Regions from separate parts of the Mus musculus genome. Here region 1 is linked to region 2. The links are chromatin contacts, called in public promoter capture Hi-C maps. All regions are on one chromosome and are shown on one strand. The core of a region is the stretch at or near the end of the contact, and the rest is flanking DNA. Distances in the headings are between cores, read along the strand shown.

Region 1 (7,461 bases), core at 2,438-4,937, 360 kb before region 2:
ATGTTTGTATGTGTTTGTGTATACTTGAGCACTCGAGCACTTGTGCACTTACAGCAGCCAGATATTGATGCTGTGTATCTTCCTCAACCTCTCTCTCTCTCTCTCTCTCTCTCTCTCTCTCTCTCTCTCTCTCTCTCTCTCTCTCTCTTTTGAGACAGGGACCTGAAGCTCACTAACTGGTAGATTGGTTTGCCATGGTGTCCCTTACCACTGAGGTACATCCATGCCACAGTGGCATCTTTTCCTGTTCCTTCCCTACAGAGTTTTGCTAGTGCATAGTTTGCTGTAAGTTCTAGCTTGCCAGTAAGTTATCTCTACAACCTCTGCCCCAGCCCCAGTGTTACAGATGCCCTGGCCTTTATGTGTATGGTGGGGACTCAGAGCCTCATGCTTGCTGAGCCATCTCCCAAGTCTCCATGCATTTGATATATTGGTTGAATAACCAACCAAAAGTAGAACTGTTGAATCTAAGCATGCTTAATTTTAGTAGGTATTGGATTTCCTAGGCTTCGTACCCATCTTTGTGCTCACCTTGAATGCCTGAGAAGGTCCTGTTTCCATGGCTCTTCCCTAATGATGTGCTCACCGGTGAAGGGGTGAAAGCAGGAAAGAGGGGGAGCCGTGGACCAGCTACCCTGTTCCTACCCTGTCCGCACACTAAAGGGAAGAAGAGCTGAGACAGAATCAGCTGGAAAGGCTTGCAGAGTCATGACTGGGTGAGCTGGGTGGGGGGCAGTGAGAAACCCAGGAGATGTGGGGATTTGGGAACCATCTGAGTAGGGATGTCCATCTAAGACAAAGAATTCCTCATCCCCTACGCCCTGAGCATCACTTTGCTGGGATGCTGGGGTCGAGAGCTGGGCCCACCGCTGACAAACCTCCAGTGAGACCATTCGTTCTTAGAAGAGTTTCCACAGAGGTTAAAATGGACTCAGTGGTATGTGACAGCATCCTCCAGGCCTTGCACGGGCTGCCCCAATGTCTGTCTTACCAGTGAGAGGGGGAAAGGTGTTCTTATGATGGACGATTTGGAGACATGATGACCACACCTTGCATCGGCAGTGATGTAACCAGCTGGTGTAACCATGGCAATGGCAGGTAGGGTTAATAGACACATCATGTCTAGCATGAAGGAGGGAATGGGCCTTTGGGGTTCAGCATTAGCAAGTCCACACTAGAGGGAATGAGGCTCAGCAACAGGAATGGGGAGACTCAACAGACTCGGGGAGTCAAGGAAGGGGAGTGACTAGAATTCTGGGGTGAATGGGCTCAGGACACACTTAATTTTCAGACCCCATCTCTTAGGCTTGAAGAGCCAGCGCTGTTTCTGTGGCTAAACACGGTAAGAGGAGAGTCTCAGGTGTAAGACAGTGACAGGGCCCTGCATGAGGCTCTGAGTTCAGTCCCCAGCGGATGGTCCTCAAGTGCGAATGGCCCTCCAAAGTGAGCTAGGAGGCAGAGAAAGGAGACCAGCACCTCTCCAGTAGCCTGGGGCCAGAGAACTTGTCCAGCACACACACAGTGGACAACAAGAGGCCTTGTCTCAAGTTGGAAACTGAGGGATGACATCTGAGGTTGTCTTCTGACTTCCACCCATGTGTCAGCAAGATGGCTCATGGCCTGACAACTTGGATTCAATTCCCGGAACCCACCTGGTAAAAGGAGAGAGCTGATTCCCTCAAGCTGATCTCTGGCCTCTGCCCACACACTACACTATGGTGTGGCTGCTGGTCGAGCCAGTTCTAGGTTCAGGGGGTGGGGGGAGACCCTAACCCAAAGGAATAAAGTGGGGAGAGATGGAAGAGGACCCCAGTGCCTCCCTAAGCCTCCATGAGTTGTGTATGCAAACACATCTACACCTACACACACACACAGAGTAATTTAAAAAAAATTTTTTTTAAAAAAAGTAAGAGACCAGGCTGGGTGGCACACATCTTTAATCCCACTAGTTGAGAGGCAGGGGCAGGTGGATCTCTGTGAGTTCAAGGCCAGCCTGGTCTACAGAGTGTGTTTCAGGACAGTCAGGCCTGCACAGAGGAACCCTGTCTTGAAAAAAATAGACAGACAGACAGATAGACAGACAACCTCCTAAGCTTCAAAACAGCAAATGCGTCTAGTGATGGAATGGGTCTGATTGAACAGAAGCAAGAAGGCAGCATATCCTAACTTTCTTACGTTTTGGGATTCAGCATGCTGCTTTGTGCTTTGTTCTTTGTTGTTATCCCAAGATGCTCCCCACCTTGCTGCCCCAGAAGAAGGCCACCTGAGTGAAACCAGCCACTTCTGATCCCCAGTCAAAGTGGTGAGGTGTACAGCGGTGGGCAGGCTTGGTGTTCCTTGAGCTACCTCAGGTGGCAGAGAGCATGCATCTTCGGTTCTCCACCTCATCGCCCCTCCTCTGGTTAGACCCCGCCTCCAAGGGCTCTCTGTCTGGTGGCAGGAAGTGGAAAGGGTGCAGCTGTCAAGATAGATTTCCTGTGGCATTCGCAGTCCATCTGTCCAACAGATCCTTAATGTGAGCCACATGTATGGTCAATGTTTCTAGGAGCCCATTAGAAACATAAAATGAAGAGGCGAGTGTGTGTAGCTGTGTTAGAGTGTGGGCTGAGCACGCACAAGTTCCTAGATGTAGTCCCAGCCCCACAAAAGACCAAAACTAAACCAACATTCCCCACCAAAACACATAAATGGAGCAACTGAATTATTTTTATTTTCTTAAGTGAAACTGATCTAATTCTTGTGTGTGGGGAGCAAATCTGCATGCAAGTGCAAGCTTGGGTAAGTGCATGGAGGACCAGGAAAGCATTGAGTCTCCTCCTCTTCCTCCTCCTCCTCCCCCTCCTCCCCCCTTCTTTTCTTCTCCCTCCTCCTCTCCCTCCTCCTTTCCCTCCTCTTCCTCCTGTCCTTCCTCCTGCCCTCCTCCTCTTTTTCTTGTTTGTTGGAAACAAGTTCTCACTATGTAACTCTGGTTGTGCTGGAGCTCGAAGGCTGGATTAAAGGTGGATACCGCCATGCGCTATTGGGAGTCTGACTCTGATTCTCTCTACCTTATTACTTTGAGTCAGAGTCTCTCCCTGACCCTGGAGCAAGATGTTTCGTCTGGCAGCTGCTAGTCTCGGTGAACCTCCTTTCTCCACTCTCCACACTGTTAGGGTTGCAGGCAAGTGTGAGACCACGCCCAGGATATGAACGTGGATCTTCATGGTTGTGCAGCAAGCCCTCTTCATCACTGAGGCGTCATCTCCACGAGTGAACTTGGTTTTAATGTGTCATATGCATATTTAATAGATATAAAATGCCATCATTTGAACTGATGGTGGGTATCTGATAGTTGAGAGTTTTTAATATCCATGGACAACTGCCCACTGTGGAGCTCATGTTGCATCTGCATCAGGACTGGCCGAGTGAAGGGGTCCTGGCTGTTTATCTGAGCTTACAGAGCTGCCAGTGGGGACATGGTTTTGATGCTGTTGGACTGGATGCCACTGGTACCCACCTGGCTTTGGAAGGGACTTCAACAGGCCAAGGAGGCAATGTGCTGTGTATGCACTTATGTGTGGGAGGGAGGCCAGAGCTTGTATGCACCGGTGTTTTGAAGCCGTGGTAAATATTAACAAGACTTTGTGAGCCAGGCCCTCTGGGAGGCCTAGGCTCCCCAGTAGGGAGGAAAGGAGATAATGCTGTGTACCTTAGATAGGCTGAACCCCAGCCTCCAGAGCTGCAGCACCCAAGCTGCCAGGGACACACAGCCATGACTTCTGTTCCGAGAACTAAGATGCCTAGCCTTGCCGGGAGATTCTCAGAACTCTCGGGCCACAGAAGTACCACTTGGCCTTTGTGTTTTGCCCCACCCCATTGCTCTAAGGTTCCTCTTCACGGTTTCTTTCCCGGCATAGCTCCTATCTCCACACCCACTTCCCTAAGGATACAGTTCATCTAAAGTCGAGGGCACAAGAAACAAGTTCCATTCAGACCACTGCTTCTTTAAAACAAACAAACACCAAAACCCTTCCATTGGGGGTTTCGAGGTATGGCCCGGTTGGTAGAGTGTTTGTCTAGCGTGCACAAAGCCCTGATTTGCTCTCACGCACCTCATAAACTGGGCACAGTGCCCCACGTCCATAATCCTGGGTTAGGGGAGGCAGAGGCAGGAGGATCAGAAGTTCAAGGGAATCCTCTGCTACCTAGTGAGTTGGAGGCCAGCCTGGGCTACATGGGGCAAACAAACAATCAAGGCAAAAGCATTCCCACAAAGTAAAGCTCGGTCTCCTAAGCGTGTGTGGTGCTGGGCTAGCCCTTGCCTCTTAGCATCAAGCAGGCCATGACTGTTGTAGGGTGTGAGCACTGCCCCCCGCCCCCACCCCAGTAGCTATAAGCCTAGGTTTTTTTTTTTTTTAAACTGGAAGTGTTCCAACTCTCCTGCAGCTCTCTCTGAGAAGGGAAAGTGAGAATGCTGTAGGCATTTGCATGAACAAACACTGCAAAGACACAGAGAAATCAAAGTGATGACGTACATACACAGTGCAGGAGCAGAGGACAGGGAGGTACCAGGTAGGGAAAAATCCTCAGGGCTTATTAACCTTGAGTCGGAACCCTGCAGATACAGTATCTAGTTTTAAAAAACAGGTGAGACAAAAAATTTCAATCGTTTCTTTCCTCTTCCTGGTAGACGTGATACGCTCAGACCTATTCTCCCAGTGCGTGAGCTTCCATGCTGAGTGGTATCCGGAATGTGTGTGGACCCGGGATTTGCCAAAGAGATCATTGATTTAAGTGACGGGAGAAGAGTGAGTTCTTTCTAGGCACAGCTTGGCATTAACCTCCAGCTTTCCTATTTCTCTCCTGGTTTCCAGTCTGATAAGAAAAATAGATTTTTTTTTCCTCAGTGCCAGCCCAAAATGGAGATAGGGCCTGTTCTCTGGAGCCTGGGTCCGTGGGGGACATGGCTGGTCCTATGGGAGACCCACTCTGTTTTCCTAGGGTGGTCCTGAGCCTCATTCCTCTGGACTAAGGCACATTCATGGAGGGATTTCCCCTCTATTCTCAAGCACCCACTTCTGCTCGGGTCAGACCTCTCCTGTCCAAACCCTGGGAACTTCTTTACTTCTTACTTTCTCAGGGTGCAAGCACTTGAGTGTTTCCCTTGAGTGCTGTGACAGATCCCTGGAATGTGTGTGTGTGCACGCGTGCGTGTGTGTGTGTGTGTGTGTGTGTATGTGTGCATGTATAGGTGTGTGCCTGTGTATGTGTGTATATGTATGTGTGTATACATGCATGTCTGTGTGTGTGCGCATGTATAGGTGTGTGCCTATGTATGTGTTTGTGTGTGTGTGCATGCATGTGTGTGTGTATGTGTGTGCATATGTATGTATATGTGTGTCTTTTACTACCAGCCTCCTCTAGAATCAGAGAATAAATGCCTTAAGGCTCTAAGGAAATGTATTCTCATATATCCTTGCTAGTAACTCATGACACTCTTGTATCTGCCACTCAGACTTCGGCCTCTGACGTGGGTGAGGTGAGGCCAGTGGGTCAGGGGGTGCAGAACCCTGGAGGCTGCCCTGCCAACCTAGGTATTTGAGCGAGCATTGGAACTGTGGGTTGGACCCAAATGTTTCTTTCACTTTGCCTCAGGGATGGTCTTTAGGTTGTCTGCCCCCAAGACAGGCACAGGACAGATGGGAGGCCTCTGGTCATTTGTAGAGTTCCTGAGGTCATTGACCCAAGAAGGCAGGGTGTGCCTGGGTGGAGCAGACCAGGTCACACTGGGTTGTTTCCTTCTGACCAGAGGGCACTGTCCTCGGTAGCCTGGAGGATTCAGTCCTGGGTTCCTTGGCACCCCTGAGGGGAGGCAGGTGTCCTCCTAGCGTGCTTGCCACCCCTTCTCACTTGTGTCTCTTTCCCTACGGGTTGGCAGCCTTGAAGCCAGCCAGCAGCCTCCACCCTATCCCCACCCAACTGGAGGCACCCTGATCGGACGGACGGTGGCTGGAGATAGGGGAACACTGAGAGGCATCCCGTGGAGGATTTTCAAGAAGCTGCCTTGCAGAGGGTCAATATTTGTTCAGCTCTTGGTCTGGGACGGCCCGTCACTGCCTGTGGCCCCCTCACATTCCAGCCATCGCACCCCTATCTCAGGAACGCGTTCCCATCGACTTGGGGAACCGCACCTGACCTTGGCAATGCTCCACTGTCCTGCCTCCCTCCCTCCTTCATTCCCAGGCTGGAAACTGGCCCCAGGAGGGAGGGGGTGAGAGGAATGCCACAGTCAAGCCCCAGGCTCCTCTCCTGCTGCAACCAAGTGGGAGGCCAGTGGAACCTTGGCAGAGTCCCACCTTGGTCGCCACGGAGAGCACAGCTTTTGGTTCAGCAAACATTAACTGGGTGCCCACCCATTCCTAGAAAGATGGAAAAAGAAAAGGGCATGTAGCTCAGTGGGTAGAGCACTTGCATCTATGGGGCTCTGGACTCCATCACTAGCACTAGGTAAAACCTGGCATGGTAATGCTTGCCTGTCCCCTACATTGGGGACACAGAGGCAGGTGGATCAGAAGTTCTAGGACATGCTCAGCTCTGGATTGAGCTCAAGGACAGCCTAGGATACCACAGTTCTCTCTAGTTGCAGAGTTACCAAGAATGCTTTCTATACATTAGCTATGGACAAATAATTGTGCAGACAAGATCTGAACCATCTTAGCTTTTAGTTCCCATGCGGCTCACAATGGAACAGTGTGTAGTTTATTAAAGTTGTTCTAAAATTGTGTGTGCGCATGATGTGCGTGTATATACATGGGTGTGTATGTGTGTATGCACGATGTGTGCATGTATGTGTATGCATGATGTGTGTGTGTGTTGTAGCATTGCATAAAGCTACTTTTATATGAGTTCCAGGGATGGACTCAGACTGTACATAAGCACCTTTACCTGCTGAGCCATCTTACCAGTCCCTTAGTTTGCAGTTTAAATACACAGGAAACAACATATCAGTGCATTCAAGACAGAGGGTAGGTGGTCAATGATTTATTTAATTATTGAGACAGGGTCCCACCATGAAGCTTTGTCTTGGAACTTACCATGTCTGATACCTAAAGCTAACAGAGATCGGTCTGCCTGCCTCCGCCTCCTGAGTGTGGGATTAAAGGACTGTACCCCAGGCCTGTCTCCACTGGCTTTTCTCACTGGAATCAAATCACGTGCAGTGTGCGCACGGTGGCACCGACATGAGCAGCCCCGCCTACTCTTTCTCCCTTTGAAGAGTCCTAGTGCTTGCCCTAACTCAATAGCTTCTCTGTGTAGTAAGCCCCGGCCCTGCCCTTTCCTCATTGGACAGGACAATCTCCTGTCTTGAGGTTAGCTTAGAAGTGAGACTAGATTGTAAAAGGCAGAGGTTTAACCCTGGTGAGGGCCAGCCCTGCCTTCCCCTTGTCCCTGAGAGTGTCCAGAGCCCTTGATTTGCCCCAT
Region 2 (7,093 bases), core at 1,617-4,116:
CTGGAAGAGTGGCCAGTGCTCTTAACCTCTGAGCCATCTCTCCAGCCCACAGGCATTTTCTTAATTGAGGATCTCTCGTCCCAGATATGTCTACATTTGTGACAAGTTATCAAAACCAAAGCCACATAGAAGGACAAAAGAATGCACACTTGAGCAGCCCTGGCAAAGGTCCGCCCTAGACCTCTCATTGTCTGAGCTCCATGCTGTCTTTCTGGTGATCTGAGGAGTTGTCAGAACTGTGTGGAATCTCTGGGGAGATGGGGCAGGGGTGCCTCTTGATAGCCTCAGTCTTTTGTCCCTCCCAGCCTGGTTGGGGGTCCGTTATCGCAATAGTTTGATAGTCAAAGGGAGGGTCTCTTTAGAAGATATTTTCTCCTGCCAGGAAGATTACACCACTGTGCGAGGCTCAGCCAGGAGCTGGAAGAAACTGGTTTCTGCCAGCATTTATTTTTTCCAATTTAATTTTATTTTTTCTTACTTATTCACTTTACATTCTGCTCACTGTTCCCCTCCTAGTCAGCCCCTCCCACAATCCTTCCTCCATCTCCCCTCCCCCTTCTCCTCTGAGCTGGTTGGGGCCCTTGGGTAGCCCCTCACCCTGGCACTTCAAGTCTCTGTGAGGCTAGGTGCTTCCTTTCCCACTGAGGCCAGACAAACAGCCCAGCTAGTGGAACATATCCCACACACAAACAATAGCTTTTTGGATAGCCCCGATTCCAGTTGTTCAGGACCCAATGAAGACCAAGCTGCACATCTGCTACATATATGCAGGGAGGCCTGGGTCCAGCCCATACAGGTTCTTTGGTTGTTGGTTCAGTCCCTGAGAGCCTCAAGGGTCCAGATTAGTCGGCTCTGTTGATCTTCCTATGGAGTTCCTATCCCCTTCAGGGCCCCACAATCCTTCTTCCTATTCTTCCATAAGAGTCCCCAAGCTCCATCCACTGTTTGGCTGTGGGTGTCTGTATCTGTCTGAGTCAGCTGCTGGGTGGAGCCTCTCAGAGGACAACATGCTCCTGGCAACAAGCATAACAGACTATCGTGAATAGTGTCAGGGACTGGTGCTTGCCGGTGGATGGGTCTTAAGGCAGTGTTCTTACCAGCAACGAAAATGCTAGAGGCAGGCTAAGGGGATCCAGTAGGGAAGGTTACTGCTGAACAGAAGAGAAGGAGGTGCACAGGGAAGTTAAGCCCAGGATGGGGTGGAGAGAGACAGAGGATGAAGATTAAACACATTCCTCAGACACAGCCACTGTCTTTCCTTGCCCCACCCCCCTGCTTGATTTTCTCATTGTTGCTAGACACAAAAGCCTGTTTCCTCTCTGGGTCTCCCCAGCCCAGGGACTTGGAGCTACTCCATAGTTGCTTGAGACAGGAATTGGGAAGATATATATATATATATATATATATATATATATATATATATATAGCCAGCTATGAAAGCTGAGGTTGGAAAAGGCGCAGTGTGACTTACTGTGTTGTGTACGTGGTCGGGGGTGGGGGGCAGTGTCACAGCATTCATAGGTATTACGCTTCGGGGCTCTTTGTATTTTGGGGGTTCCCAGAGGGAGTTTTCCAAGCCTGCTTTTTGTTCACGTTGTTCTGTTGCGGTTATTAACTGGCCTGGCAAAAATGAAGATATTCTAATGAAACACTCGTGTCTCTCAATTTAACAAACTTCTAAAGCAATAGAGACTAAAGAAATGAAAGATTTCCCAGCAGCCTGTAAGCTGCCATATCCAACTTGGATCTTTTTAATTGTCCCGCCTTTTTTTTTTTTTTTTAATTCCAGTGTCACCCAAACCAGGAGCTTCTCTCTGGAAGCCCCGCAAACCGAGGCTGGAGGGACCTGATCGAAAATCTGGAGAGATAACGAACCACACTGCGTTGACCTTGGTGCCACGTGGTTCCCAAAGCGCGACCAGAAACAATTTGGGAAACAAGCTTTGAGCCCAGCATTGAGGATCTTCTCAACTAGTTGAGCCCCCTAAACTTAGAAACTAGCTCATCGTGAACTACAGTTTTGTTTTGTTTTGTTTTTTTTCTAGACAGGGTTTCTCGGTGTGCCTCTGGCTGTCCTGGAACTCGCTCTGTAGACCAGGCTGACTTGGAATTCACAAAGTTCACCTGTCTCTCTGCCTTAGGACTGCTGGGATAAAAGGCTAGCCCCACAACCACCAGGTTTACCCCAGTTTGTTGTTATTGTTGTTGTTTATTTTTATTTTTATTTTTCGAGACAGGGTTTCTCTGTGTAGCCCTGGCTGTCCTGGAACTTACTCTGTAGACCAGGTTGGCCTCAAACTCAGAAATCTGCCTGCCTCTGCCTCCCAAGTGCTGGGATTAAAGGTGTGCGCCACCACATCCAGCTGTTTATATTTTTTATAGGTTGGTGATGTTAATGTTTGAGAACCTTTTAAATTTTTTATTTTTATTTTATTACCGAGGCTGGTCTTGAACTCATGAAATCACCACATGACACCAGCAGCCCTTAAGCTCTGATCCTCTGCCTTCAGCTCTGGAATGCTGAGATTACAGCCATGCATTGCTACACTTGTTCTAGCTTTCCTTTCCATAGCCAGAAATGCTTTATCTTGGATTACGGCATAATCTCCAGACCCAGCTTCGGGAATGTGAAACTTTAAAATATATATATTATTTTATAAGCTTATACATGTACACAGTGTATCTTAACCATAAATATCTCTAACAATTCTCCCTTACTCTCCCAGACACCCCTCAACAATCCTCTTCCATCTTTTTTGGTTTTATTTTTGTTTTTTTGTGTCATCTCTTGAGTTTGGATAGTGCTGCCTGCTGCAATGTTGACTGATGTCATCAGCTCGAACTGTGCAGGTCTTGTGCAATTGGTAAGTTTAGTACAAAGCCATGTCATGAGAGAAGACAACATTGCACAACGCTCCTTCTCATCCTTTCCACCTTCTGCTCCATGTGATGTTCCCTGAGTTCCGAGGGGAGTAAATAGCTGATGAGTTAGGAGTCTCTGCTTTGGGCTAGGAGATGGCTCAGGGGTTAAGAGCACTGTATGATTTTCCAGAGGTCATGAGTTCGATTCCCAGTAACCATCTGTAATGGGATTCGATGCCCTCTCTTCACAATAAACAAACAAACAAACAAACAAACAAACAAACAAATAGTCCCTGCTTTAACTGTTGCTTATTGAAGAAAAAAAGCTTAGGGTTAGAGAGAGGGTTCAGCGGTTAAGAGCAGTGGCTCTTCCGGGGGCTGGAGAGATGGCTCAGTGGTTAAGAGCACAGACTGCTCTTCCAAAGGTCCTGAGTTCAAATCCCAGCAACCACATGGTGGCTCACAACCATCTGTAATGAGATCGGATGTCCTTGTCTGGAGTGTTGAAGACAGCTACAGTGTACTTACATATAATAAATAAAAATTAAAATAAAAAAAGAAATTATCTTTAAACTGACCAGAGAGGTAGTCACTACAGCTTCCCTTTGGCAAATGACCCTCCCTTCAACTTTAAAAAAAAAAAAAAAAAAGAGCAGTGGCTCTACCTAGAGGTCCTGAGTTCAATTCCCAGCAGTCACATGGTGGCTCACAACCATCCGTACCATTTTCTGGTGTGTCTGAAGACAGGGTACTTGTCTATTTGTATAACCATAAATATTTATAAGGTGGTTTGGCAGTTGTAAGTTTCCCAGGAAGGCCTACGACCTTCAGAGCCGTCTTACAACCTTCATAGCTGTGGGCATTTGACCAAGTTTTCAGTACCAAGCATGAGTTTGCTCTGTTGGAAACAATCCTCAAATCCAAGGAGAAAGTGGTTGGTTGTTCCTGTAACGTTCATACCAGTATTGCACCAGTAGGCATACCCTGCCTTTCAGGCTAATATGCAGAGGGTCACCTCTGAATAAGACTATATGACTTTCCTCCTGCAGCAGCCTGCAAAGTCTTCCATTGCCGTGAAAGCTAATGAGCAAGGAAAAAACGGGAATGTGACACTTTTAGGGGAAGATTTAATTGGGACTCAGGAGGCCAGATTCTGCTACTTCAAAACTTACCTCTTTGTCAGGGTGATTATTTCAACCGGCTATTTTGAGAAACTGTAGACACAGAGGTCTCTCTGTAAAGCTGCCCTTTTGTGAAGGAAAGGAAACGTTCACTTGTAAAGTCTCCTGTACCAGGAAGACAGCTATTCTAAAGTAACTTTTACCACAAAGGTTTCTTTCTTTTCTTGCAATGAGAGCGGTCGAGTGCAAGGTCGGCAGCCCAACTTCGGAGACTTTTATCTACATAACAAGACGATCTATTCTCCATAACTTTTTTTGTGTCTCTCAGCCTCCCCTGGTTTGTCTCTGTTACCCCCAGGGAGCCTCACGCGGCTATTCTGAACTTGGAGTTACAGATGGTTATGAGCCATCGTGTGGTCTCAGGATGGTATGCAGACATCAATGCTTGCTAACAACCTCACTTTTTTTTAAAAAACTCACATTAGTCCTTATAAAATTAAAATCTGTGTCACTTATTAATGTGTTTTTTTGGGACAATTCAATTCATATACTGGTCAAACAATTGAGAAAGGACAGTGGACACAGTAATATTTTTTTCCTCCATGCAAAGCCTTAGACAGAACTTATTATTCTCTGAGACACAGTTAAGAAACAGTAAGGAAGCCATTTGTGCCTGGAGAGTAAGGGAGGCAAGAATAAGAGGCTAGGGGCTGGAGAGATGGCTCAGTGGTTCAGAGCCCTTAACTGTTCTTCCAGAGGAACCAGATTGGATTCCCAGCATCCACATGGTGGTTCATAGCCGTCTGCAATTTCAGTTCCAGACTAATGCCCCCTTCTCACTTTGGCAAGTGCTGCATGAATGTATTCCATAAATATACATGCAGGGTTTGCTGATGAGATGGCTCAGCGGTTAAGAGCACTAACTGTTCTTCTGAAGATCCTGAGTTCAAATCACAGCAACCACATGGTGGCTCACAACCATCCATAATGAGATCTGATGCCCTCTTCTAGTGTGTCTGAGGACAGCTACAGTGTACTTACATATAATAATAAATAAATCTTAATATATATATATATATATATATACACATGCAGATGAAATGCTCATATACATAAATTAAGAAGAAAGAAACAGGGAGAGATGGCTCAGCAGTTAAGGGCACTGGCTGCTCTTCCAGAGAACCTGGGGCTTGGTTCCCAGCACCCATGTGGTGGCTCACAGTTGTCTGTAAAATTCCAGTCCCAAGGGATCTGATGCCTTTTTATGACCACTGTGGACATTCCTGTGGGTTACAGACACACTTATAGAAAAAACACCATATACATAAAATAATCATAACACTTTTTTTTTTTGGTTTTTCGAGACAGGGTTTCTCTGTGTAGCCCTGGCTGTCCTGGAACTCACTCTGTAGGCCAGGCTGGCCTCGATCTCTGAAATTCGCCTGCCTCTGCCTCCCAAGTGCTGGGATTAAAGGCGTGTGCCACCACGCCCGGCTTTAACACATATTTTAAGATGTTTTATATGTGTAGCTGTTTGTTTACATGTATGTATGTGTACCCTGCACATATTTGGTGCCCATGAAAAACAGCGGGGAGCATCAGATTCCTTGATACAGCAGTTACAGATGATTGTGAATTATCATGTGTGTAGTGGGAACTGAACCCAGGTCCTCTGCAACCTAGTGCTCTTAATCCGCCTAGCCCCCATAAGACATTTTTTAAAGCAAAAGAAATTATGAGCATACTTTAAAAGTACATCAGATATTTATTAAAAAGGAATTAGAAGCTAAATCAGGAAGCCCAAGGAGGTTACATTACCCAGGGCCTTTGCAGGTGATAAGGAGACCCTTTGAATATGTGTGTGTGTGTGTGTGTGTGTTTGTTTTTATGTTTTGGCTTTGGTTTGTTTCAGAGCTGGGATCTGGGGGTGAAATCTGGGGTCTCAAACCTTGTAGAGGCCTGTTACTGAGCTACACATCCTGAAACTGTGGCCTTAACTGTTAGTTAAATATGAGATTGGGGTGAGGAGTGGGCTGGAGAGATGGCTTAGTGGTTAAGAGCACTGGCTGCTCTTCCAGAGGTCTTGAGTTCAATTCCCAGCAACCACATGGTGGCTCACAACCATCTGTAATGGGATCTGAAGCCCTCTTCTGGTGTGCTTGAAGACAGCAGCAGTATACTTACATATATCAAATCAATCAATCAATCAATCAATCAATCGGTATGTAAATAAATAAATATGAGATGGACAGTAGGAAGAGGAGGAGGGCAGATTCCAATTCATGTTTTCTAAAGGCTGTTCTAGGCATAAAAGATAAAGAGGAACATGAGTCTGAGGGCTCCCACAGTAACCCTACAGAGAGCCTACAGGAGCTCCTACAGAGAGTAGTCCCAATAGCTCAGGGACGATGGCAGGCTAGATAAGCTGGTCGACAGCTAGGGTTCCTTGTCCGAAGGCACTAGAGGGGCTCTCTTAATGCTCTAGGCCCTAGAATCTAGGGACTTTCACTCTGGGAAAGGCAGTTCTTTGGCTTTGACATAGAAAAGAATTGTAGCCAGGCAGTGGTGATGTGATGCTTGCCTTTAATCCCAGCACTTGGGAGGCAGAGGCAGGAGGATTTCTGAGTCCAAGGCCACCCTGGTCTACAGAGTGAGTTCCAGGACAGCCACCATGGCTACACAGAGAAACCCTGTCTTGGAAAATAAAAATAAAAATAAAAAAATTTATTTATTTACTTTATTTATATGAGTACATTGTCCCTGTCTTCAGACACACCAGAAGAGGGCATCAGATCCCATTATAGATGGTTGTGAGCCACCATGTGATTGCTGGGAATTGAACTCAGGACCTCTGGAAGAGCAGTCAGTGCTCTTAACCACTGAGCCATCTCTCCAGCTCCGTGATTTTTTTTTTAAAGCTGGGTTTGTGGCGGTACATGCTTTTAGTCCCAGCATTTGGGAGGCTGGGGGCAGGGGGTGTGTGTGTGTAGATCCCTGTAGGATCTACACAGTAAGTTCCAGAACAGCTAGGGCTATATAGAATCATAGGTCTCAGATAATAAGTCTCTTGGCTGATATAATAAACCAAATTGAGCCAAATTAAAAAAGTA

What was found. Promoter capture Hi-C pulls out the DNA fragments that hold promoters and counts their contacts.
Region 1: a contact with region 2 is called in a promoter capture Hi-C map of liver, with 2.4 times the contacts expected there. The contact joins two enhancer-like sites. A contact is called at or near these places in 1 of 39 promoter capture datasets (liver), 2 of 115 datasets of contacts at active chromatin or transcription factors (embryonic stem cells and pancreatic cancer cells) and 1 of 9 other capture datasets (adipose tissue).

The regions. Positions count from the first base shown.
Region 1 is chr17:45,969,652-45,977,112 of GRCm38.p6, reverse strand. No RefSeq gene overlaps it. Among named protein-coding and RNA genes, the nearest start is that of Gm36122, 25 kb to the right of the region's middle. Within about 2 kb of position 3,687, at least 63 of the 459 cell types and tissues checked have an H3K27ac peak or open chromatin away from gene starts, as enhancers often do. A contact at or near this core is called in liver, where this site is marked.
Region 2 is chr17:45,604,389-45,611,481 of GRCm38.p6, reverse strand. No RefSeq gene overlaps it. Among named protein-coding and RNA genes, the nearest start is that of Mymx, 5.9 kb to the right of the region's middle. Within about 2 kb of position 2,866, at least 13 of the 459 cell types and tissues checked have an H3K27ac peak or open chromatin away from gene starts, as enhancers often do. A contact at or near this core is called in liver, where this site is marked.